Linked DNA regions of Gossypium hirsutum: region 1 is linked to region 2. A link is a contact called in public Hi-C data. All regions are on one chromosome and are shown on one strand. Each heading gives the region's core, a stretch centred on a gene start, on an enhancer-like site or on the middle of the called end of the contact. The rest is flanking DNA. Distances are from core to core; before and after follow the strand shown. Region 1 holds the start of LOC107900078 (protein STRUBBELIG-RECEPTOR FAMILY 5). Region 2 holds the start of LOC107901772 (biotin carboxyl carrier protein of acetyl-CoA carboxylase, chloroplastic).

Region 1 (4,442 bases), core at 1,357-3,856, 220 kb after region 2:
CAATAGACAATCCGAAATATTGTTGAATAAAATTATTCATTGGATGAGGCTCCACAGATGTAAGACCCTTGTGCCTAAATTGTGTTAACGAATATCGTGTGTTAATTCTCTCCTTAATTTTCTCCTTACATTACTTTCCATTTAAACTTTCTGTTCACTTCTATTCTAACGGCAGATAGAATGAAATTGTTTTTCAAGTGCGAACTGAATCTTTGTTTGGTCATTAAAATTTTAAACTTCATGATCCTAGCTCTTCTTGGTGAAAAATCAGTCTTGAAAATCAAGAAGCGCTCAAACTCCAAACCAAACCAAATCAAACCAATCCATCTTTTCTTTTCTTTTTCCTTCGACTTGCTTTATTGTAGTTCTAACTTCTTGTTCATGTTCTTTTCAAATCAAGAAATTAATTTCCAAATTCGGTTCTTGCTTCTTGGGTTCCAAATCGACTTCTTTAAATGAGATTTTTACAACCCTTTAGTCGAATTACTCCTTTTCGTAAGATCTCTTTGTTTTTCTTTGTTTGAGTCATTTTCTAATTTGTTTAATTATTTTCTTTTAGATATTCTTTTTCAGCATTAAAACTCCTCAATATTAGTTTCTTTTCCATCAATAAAGCGTCCCTACATCAAAATGTATTTAGGAATTTTTACAACCCTTTACAAAATGAATCTAGGAATTTTTATAGGAATCTATGGCTCCTAAATCTACCTCCTAAGTTAAAAATTATAGTCTGGAAAATATCATGGAACTATATTCCAACTCGGGTCAACTTGAACTACAGAAGGCTTTCAAACAACGTGACATGCGTTGGGTGTGGCAGAGCAGCAGAATCCACAAATCATATATTTCGTGCATGTCCTATGGCAAGAACAGTATAGGAAGAGTTATTATTCTCAGAAGTATTACAAGCTCCTTATATGGATTTTGTACAGTGGCTCACCTGGGTTTTTGAAAAGAACTCCCCCAATCAACGACGGATCTTTTACTGTGCTCTTTGGGCAATATGGGGAGAAAGGAATAAGAGAGTGCATGAAAAGACTAATAGATCTAGGAAAGAGATAGCATTTTTTATAAAGAGATATATTAGTGAATTGAATTAGATTGAAGCAAAAGTACCACAGGTTAAAATAGGAGGCAGAGAGTGGAAACACCCACCGGATCAGTTTGTAAAAGTCAACTTTGATGCAGCCTATGATGGGAACCTACGGCAATCGGCAGCAGGAATTGTGGCTAGGGATAGCGAAGGAAATACTCTTTTATCATGTACAGAGATTCATCATCATCAACTCAAATAGGCAGGGACATGCAATGGCCAAACATTATTATTGAAGGGGATGCATTATCAATTATAAAGAAGTGCAAACTAAAAAGTTATGATAAATCTATGATCGGAGCATATATCCAAGATATACATCAGCTACTGGAAAAATCTGGAAAATGCTATTTTGAGTACATTCCCAGAGAAGCGAACAGCCTAGCACATAAACTAGCGATGGAGACATTAAAGAAAAAAGAAAGTCTTACCTGATTGGAAGAGTCCCGGGGTATGCTGAGAACCTGGAAGAAACTGAAAAAAGGGCAGGAACAAATGTGGAGAAGAAATGAAAGGTTACAGAAAAAAGTTGTATAGTGGAAATTCAAAGGCGTGGTGGACAAGGCTTCATTGAAATCTGGAAACGTCTCATTGATGAAATGAAAGATGATTTTGAAAAAACTGAAATGGATTTTTCTGATTAGGCAAGATATGATGGCATTTAGGGCCCGTTCTTCTGCCCGTTTTAGAAGCACTTTTAGGGAAAAAAGTCCTTCTTCCTGAAAAGGAAGAAAGAACAAACTCCTTTTCTTCAAAAAATTTCACTGTTAGAAAATCACTTCTCTCCAGATGCGAAGCTAAAAATTTCTCCTTTTCTTCAGCTTGAAGTGCTTTTGGCTGGAAATTGACCAAATTAACCTGTCTCTTCTCCCACAAACGTTCTTTCCCCTCTTCTGCTGGTTCTTTGGAACTGTCTTCTCCCACAAACTTGCTTTTGGCTGAAAAGAATAGAAATTTGATTTCTCATTCAGGTTATTAGGTTCTAGAGGATTCTGATTTTTATGTTTTTTAGGGCTGTTTTCTAGTTTCTTTTAAAGATTTGGACTATAGGTTTTTGCTTTGTTCTTCGGGCCAAAACTTGCATCTGGTTTTAGCCTGATTGTTTTGTGCTTTTCATTTTTAAGTTAATAAAAGCCCAAACTGAATTAGTTTCAAAAAAAAAAAACTGTAGGATTTTTTGACAAATAAAAAAATGTGGTTAACTAATTACAGAATTTTGAATTATATTTGCAACACACTTTTGAAATGCCAAAATCATTTTCTAGCCCTAGATACCATCATTTTACAAAAGCAGTGCAAATATTGGAGAGGCAGCTTTAACCAAATCACAAATTAATTTCTTCAGCTAGCAAGTTTGGGTTACGATATAGCTAGGTACTATATTATTAATAATTTGGCTATGCACACAATTTTATTTTTGCAACCATTTAATCTTTAAAACTTTGAATATGATCTTGATTAGGAAAGCTAAAAATAAGTGAAAAAGAGAAAGAAAAGAGTACTCTACCGTACCTTATATTAAGAAATAGAAATATTTGTTATATTATGAAAGGTGGCGGGAAGGAAGTGTTAGAAAGATCCGGAACCATTGGAAGGCTCTTATTTTATTTCTCCTCAGCTTCGCCACTTTACATCTCCTCTCACCGTTGTTAGAGGTATCCTCCTCTTAACCAAATTTAGCTTATTCGAAAGAGAAAAAAAGAAGAACAATATACGAAACATATAGAAAGAAAAGGAAAGAAACAAAGAAAAAATACACCAAGGGAAACCTAAAAAGTTTCTCCGTTTTTAGGAGATTGTTGTCATTGATGTTTGTTGATTCCTTTTCCTCCTACTTGGGTTTATGCATGAAAGGAATTGAACCCTACATTCCAACTCTGCCTTTTCGTTGGGTTTTTCTGGCATTGGAACATGCATTATTTTGTTGCAAGAAGTTTCCTTCTTTTTCTTGGTACCCTTGTTTCTTTTGTCCATTCCAAGACAGATTCCCCAGATGGTATGTATATAATATGCCTTATTAAACTTTAATCTTTAAGAAACTTTCTTTTGCTGCAATTCTTGATATGCATGTTATTTAAGAATTCAATCCATGTTTGTTGCTCCCTTTTTTACTCTTATTTAGATTCTAGAGAATTCAACAAACATATTATATTTGGCAACAGTCAATTGCCTATGTTATGGGGATATTTGATGCTAATTATACATGTATGTAAATTCTTGAAATTCGAAATAGATCCCTTTGCTTTGTGAGAAAAAAAAGAGAGGCAAATACACTAATTTCTTCTTATATTATCATATGTTTGATCATTGTTTACATTATCTCCCTGCAAGAATTATCATTTTTGGCTTAAGAACTCGGATGTCTAGTGCATTAACATAAACATAATTCCTTCTGCATCGCAATTTTGACGCTCGGTAATTGTATTCTTGTAGTTTCTGCCCTTAATGTGATGTTTAAAAGCCTAAATAGTCCAGACCAATTGAGTGGTTGGAAGGATAGTGGTGGTGATCCATGTGGTGATGGCTGGAAAGGGATCAAATGTTCAGGCTCATCTGTAACTGAAATGTAGGTTATTCCCATACTTCTGTTATTCTTCCCTATCTGTCTGGGGAACCAGTCTTGCATTTTATATATTCAACAGGACATAATTGGATTAAAATCTTGCAGAAACTTAAGCGACCAAAAACTCAGTGGACAATTGGGGTACCAGTTATCGAGCTTGTCTTCAGTAAAGATCTTGTGAGAACTTGCCTGCAGAAATAAGCAATCTTTAATGTTATATTTTCTTTCTTTAAAAGAAATTACCTATTGGAAAACATAATATGAAGGCTGTGCATTTTTTGGTCCTGATACAGTGATTTGAGCAAAAACAATCTCAATGGTGATATTCCATATCAACTACCTCCCAATGCTCAACGCATGTAAGTCAGCTGATCTAAGTTAATCAGCATGAAAGCTTTAATTTTTTTTTCTTCTTTTCTTTGCAAGTCATATTCGGAATATAACTAATGGAGTTCCCCAGTCTGATCTTAATTTTGTGGCCATTGGTTTTCCTGTTTTAAAGTCATGTTGCTTGCAGCTTTTAAAAATGGTGTAAATTATTATTTAGTTTATTTCTTAAATTTGATTAGTTAAAATATTCCTCATCTTCATTGTCGGTAATGTGTAAAGGTCAAGACTAACACTTTGTCTTTCTAGCTTTACTTAATCAAATGATCTAAGTAAGGTTAATTTGTTTTTAAGGCAAACACCATCTGCTAGAGATATATCTTCCGAATGATGGGAAAGTTTCTTTTTGATCACTTTGATCTACACAACATATCCAAGTTGCATTTATTTCTTTCTCTA
Region 2 (4,420 bases), core at 1,622-4,121:
ACCGACAATAGGAAAATTTGTCTAAATATATAACTCTAGCTAAAAATTTAAACAATTTACAACTATTTACATTTAAATAGATTAGTTCAGTAAATTACAAAGTAAAAAAGTTAAAGAAAATTAAATATAGATCTCCATCAACATGTATATACGAATATAATATTTATTTTTTGCAGGGTATAGTCAGTTCAAATATTTTTTTCAATTTTTTTATCCATGCTTTGAACTCCAATGCAATAATATTTCCCCGATAATCCCTTATGATTATTTTCCTTTATTTGTGCCAATACGATTGAGATTTTTCTCTGGCACTTTTTTATAAGGGTTATACTAGTCATACTGTACTGTTTCAATAACCATGGATTTTAATAAGTATTTTCTTCTTAATTCGAACATCCTATACTTCTACAAATATAAGTACCTATTTGTATCTACATTTATCACGTAATATATTTAATCTCTTTTTCCTATTTACAGTTTAATATACTGAACTAATTAGTCTAAATATAAACAACCTAAATTATTTAATTTTAGGCTAAATTTACAGTTTATACAAACAACCTAGGTATATACTTCTAACTAATCACTTGTATTTCTACAAGCTCAAGCACATAGGAAACATGCAATTAAAAATAAAAAAAACTAAAGAAATAAAATAATATAATATAATGGAAAAAATTGAAAATTTTTCCTAAGTCACTCCCACCACTTTATCGACACATTGTCCTTAATATGTAATTAAAAATATTAAGGAATGAGGTTACTCGATTGGCATGATATGTGCGATACAATTGGCGGGACTAATCCTTTCGATTTTGGCTCACAATCGTAGTGCCGTAACTATGGGGTTCCTACAAAGAAAAAATAAACACAAATTATACATATAATAAAATAAAATCCTAATTAATCTAAAAAATAAAGAGCATCCATAATTAAAATAAGTCTTAAAAATATAAACCCAAAATAAAAATTAAAAATTTTTAGATTTCGACTCCTCCATAATTGGTGCTTTGCCTCATTCACCCCCGTCGACGCTTCAGTACCCCACCTTCTCGAAGTCTAGGCCTGATTGTGATAGCTCGGGTCATGGATCACCACGCCCTTCGTCGATGACAGTCTGGTCGAAATACTCGCTCACAATCTAGTGGCACAAGCAGGGCCTCCTCCTCATCTTCTTTTTCTTCTTTGTTGGCGCCCTCCTCGCCCGGCAGTGGGAATCGCTTGAACATGTCTGAGAGTGGTGTAAGTGTTGGCCATCTATTATGTTCCGCAAAGTGAATCAGAATGTCTCCCATATCTTACATCCATCATGTCTGCCACTTCGAGACGGGCATGCCCATGAGTCCCGTCATCTTTGACATGTGAGCTTTACTTTTTCTCTTTGTCGGCCCTTGATGATCGCTCCTATGTTTAGTTCATTGCTCATTATCCTGGTTTTGTTTTTGTTGGAGCTCAACGAATTGGTCGTAAAGGTTGTCCCCAATCATGCTCCTAGTAGGTCTTGTGAATGACTCGATTGGAGACATAGAAGCTTTAGCTTAGTGGCGTAGAGCGGTAATCAAATGCATAAAATACATACTTTGCTTGCAGCTCCGTATGCACTTTAGCATTTCTTTGTAAATCTAGTGGCTGATAAAAATTTAGTCCTGCTTGAGTTGTTGCTAACAAAGATAGTTCATTAACCGATGTGGAATATAGGTTTGGAATAATAGAAGAGAAATAAATGATGCCTCAAGGAAGAAGAGAAAGAGGGAGAGGTTATTTATAGGATTTGAAGATTGGAAAAACATCATCTCTTATGTTAATGAAGTTTTCTCTCACTAAAACCCATGAAACCCTAGATTAAAAATTAGTGGTTTAAAGGTGGAAGAGGGTTCATGATATGGTTCTCCATGTGTTTTTTTAGAAAAATTAAAGAAAAAGTAAGGGAAAGTGAGAGGAGAAGATGAAAGCCTTTATGGAAGGGATGGCCGGCTAGGGGAAAGATGAATGGGGTTTTTCCCCCCTATTTCCTCTTTAAAGATATCCATCAAGTTGGCCAAAAGCCTAACTCCACATGTTTAAGTCCAAATTTAACAAGTTGTAGGCCATTTCATTAGTACAATATAATGATCTATAACAATTCTAATTATCAAATATTTTATCTAATTAATATTTTCATCATGAAATCTTCAAAAAAAGATTAAAATGTCCTTTTGTGGTAAAATTACCATTTTACCCCTTTTACCTAAAAACTCAATTTCTTCATAATAATAGTATTTATCATATCCAAATCTAATAATTCACATTTATATCTTAATATGGATGCATGGATATAAAAAATTACATATTTACCCTTTTCTAGGTAAAGTTGTTAATTTTTCCATCTAGCTTTTGAATGTCTTCCAATTTTGTCCAAAAGTGATTTTTATCTTACTAACTTACAAGCCAATACATTCCCTACCAAATAATCAATAATAAGTCATTTTCTCATTTTGGTTAAATGTGTATTTTAGTCCTCAAATTTTTTAAAATTTGTGATTTGATCCTTTTGGTCACATTCTCAACTTTAAAAAATTCTTTTCATTAATTTCCATATCAAATATTAACTTTTCCTTCATAAGAATCATTTATCTAACTCATTTTTCAATTTTCTAGTCAATTCACTATATCCGCTTCAATTTCCATATCAAATATTAACTTTGCCTTCAAAAGAATCATTTATCTAACTCATTTTTTAAATTTCTAGTCAATTCACTATATCTGCTTCTTGAATAATGTCATGTGTCTAATAAAAATTTTTAGGTGTTACAATCAATTTACTAGTTAATCTACCCTACAAATTAATTTGTCTAACAATTTTACCCCCTTTAATCCAATAAGAGTCGCGTAAAAGAAAAAAAGAAAACCAAATTGAATGAGATCGAACGGAGCGAATAGCCGGCCAAAGTCTAATCCAATCCCGCACTTTGGAACCTCACTTTCTACTATCGTCTCTCTTCAATTTCATCGACTAACTCATCCAGTTTCCTCCTCTCTTCCCCTCCTCGACGGATTCCCCAAAACCCTTTCCTTTTATTTCTTCTCTGTAACTCTTTTAAATCCTCTTTCTCATTTCCTTTCAAGTTCTTCTCTCTTACAAATCCAATCTCATTTCTTATTCTCTCTGTCGATTGAAAAATAAATGGCCTCTTCACTCTCAACAACACCCTCCGCTGCCTTCGCTTCCGTTGCTAAAACAACCACTGCCTTGCCTAATTCCACTAACCTTCAGCTCTCCACCGTCTCCTTTCGCTTTTCTTCGAGGCTAAACCTTCGATTCTTCTCCAAGGTAACTACATCCTTCTAAATTTTCTCCCTTTTTGTAATTTTATTTCTTTAGTATGCATTTTTAGCTGCTTTCAATCTGTTAATGCCAAATTCCATACTAGGAAGAGATAATATATTTATTCTGTGAATCTTTGCTTAGATTTTTCTCTTTTTTGTTGTTGCTATGAGAGAAGCAGAGTGTAAATTGGTGATGTCCATTGTTTGAGCAAATTTAAGCTTGAATCCTTGCCTTTTTGTTGTTAAATTTAGTAGCAAAGAGAGGAGAAGATGTTTGTTTATCTTTGCATTTAAATTTTCTTGCTTTTATAAATGTGTTCAATGCTGTTTTATTTGCATATTGGCCTCGTATTTTAGGCTTTTTTTTTGTTATTATTGGATACAGAAACTTATTTACATTAACGAATTACAAATTATTTTACCCGTTGTGAAATTGAAAATTGTTTATGTGTGCGACATTTTAGTTATCTCCATGGTTAAACCAAACATGAATTTTCTTTCAGCAACTTTTGGAAAAGTAAAAGCAAGTGTCCAGAAGGAAGATGGAATGCTTGTTTCTCTTTGAGTTTGTAATTAGATGGGTTTTTTTTTCTTGGTCATTTCTCTTCCATGTATTGTGCTAGAAATAAAAAATTAGTTTATCCGATATTATAGGAATAGATAGGAAGCTAGGGGTAGGGGGAGGAAAGCAAGGAAATTCGTTCCTTTTTTTTTTCTTAAAATATTTATACAACAATAAGTAATTTTTGCCATGTCACAGCATGGTCTGATCTTTCTGTCATCATTCACTGAAAGAGCAAAAGACTTGAATGTTTGATGCCTGTGCTTTCATTTGCATGAGTCTCTTATTTGTGAAACAATATGTTTCTTGCGCTAGAAGTGCAGTTTTCTTCATTGCTGGTCAACTGTGCACCTTTTTGTGATAGAAGAGTTTTATGAATAAGTAGAGGAATGAAGGGTTATGTTCTACTGATTCCATTTTAGGCTGAACCTCTGGACCATAACATTTACAACCATAAACTAAGTATTTCTTAGTGTTCTCTCATATATCATATGTTAAAAATATTATCTTGTTATTTTCTGTTTTCTTTTTGTTTTTGGATAATACAACTTG

What was found. Hi-C and Micro-C count contacts between places; a contact is called where the count stands out from the background.
Region 1: a Hi-C map of leaf shows a contact between it and region 2, with 2.5 times the contacts expected there. The contact joins the promoter of LOC107900078 here to the promoter of LOC107901772 in region 2. A contact is called at or near these places in 11 of 34 Hi-C or Micro-C datasets (callus, hypocotyl, leaf and 2 more).

Annotation. Positions count from the first base shown.
Region 1 is chrD06:32,933,404-32,937,845 of Gossypium_hirsutum_v2.1, forward strand. LOC107900078 (protein STRUBBELIG-RECEPTOR FAMILY 5) reads left to right here and starts at 2,607. Exons shown (of 16, transcript XM_041095898.1): 1 at 2,607-2,748; 2 at 3,527-3,659; 3 at 3,762-3,833; 4 at 3,950-4,015. The coding sequence starts at 3,544. LOC107901679 (a long non-coding RNA gene) reads right to left here and starts at 2,213. Exons shown (of 3, transcript XR_001685361.2): 1 at 1,156-2,213; 2 at 941-1,047; 3 at 566-858.
Region 2 is chrD06:32,709,328-32,713,747 of Gossypium_hirsutum_v2.1, forward strand. It overlaps LOC107901772 (biotin carboxyl carrier protein of acetyl-CoA carboxylase, chloroplastic), which reads left to right and starts at 2,872. Exons shown (of 7, transcript XM_016827919.2): 1 at 2,872-3,310. The coding sequence starts at 3,164.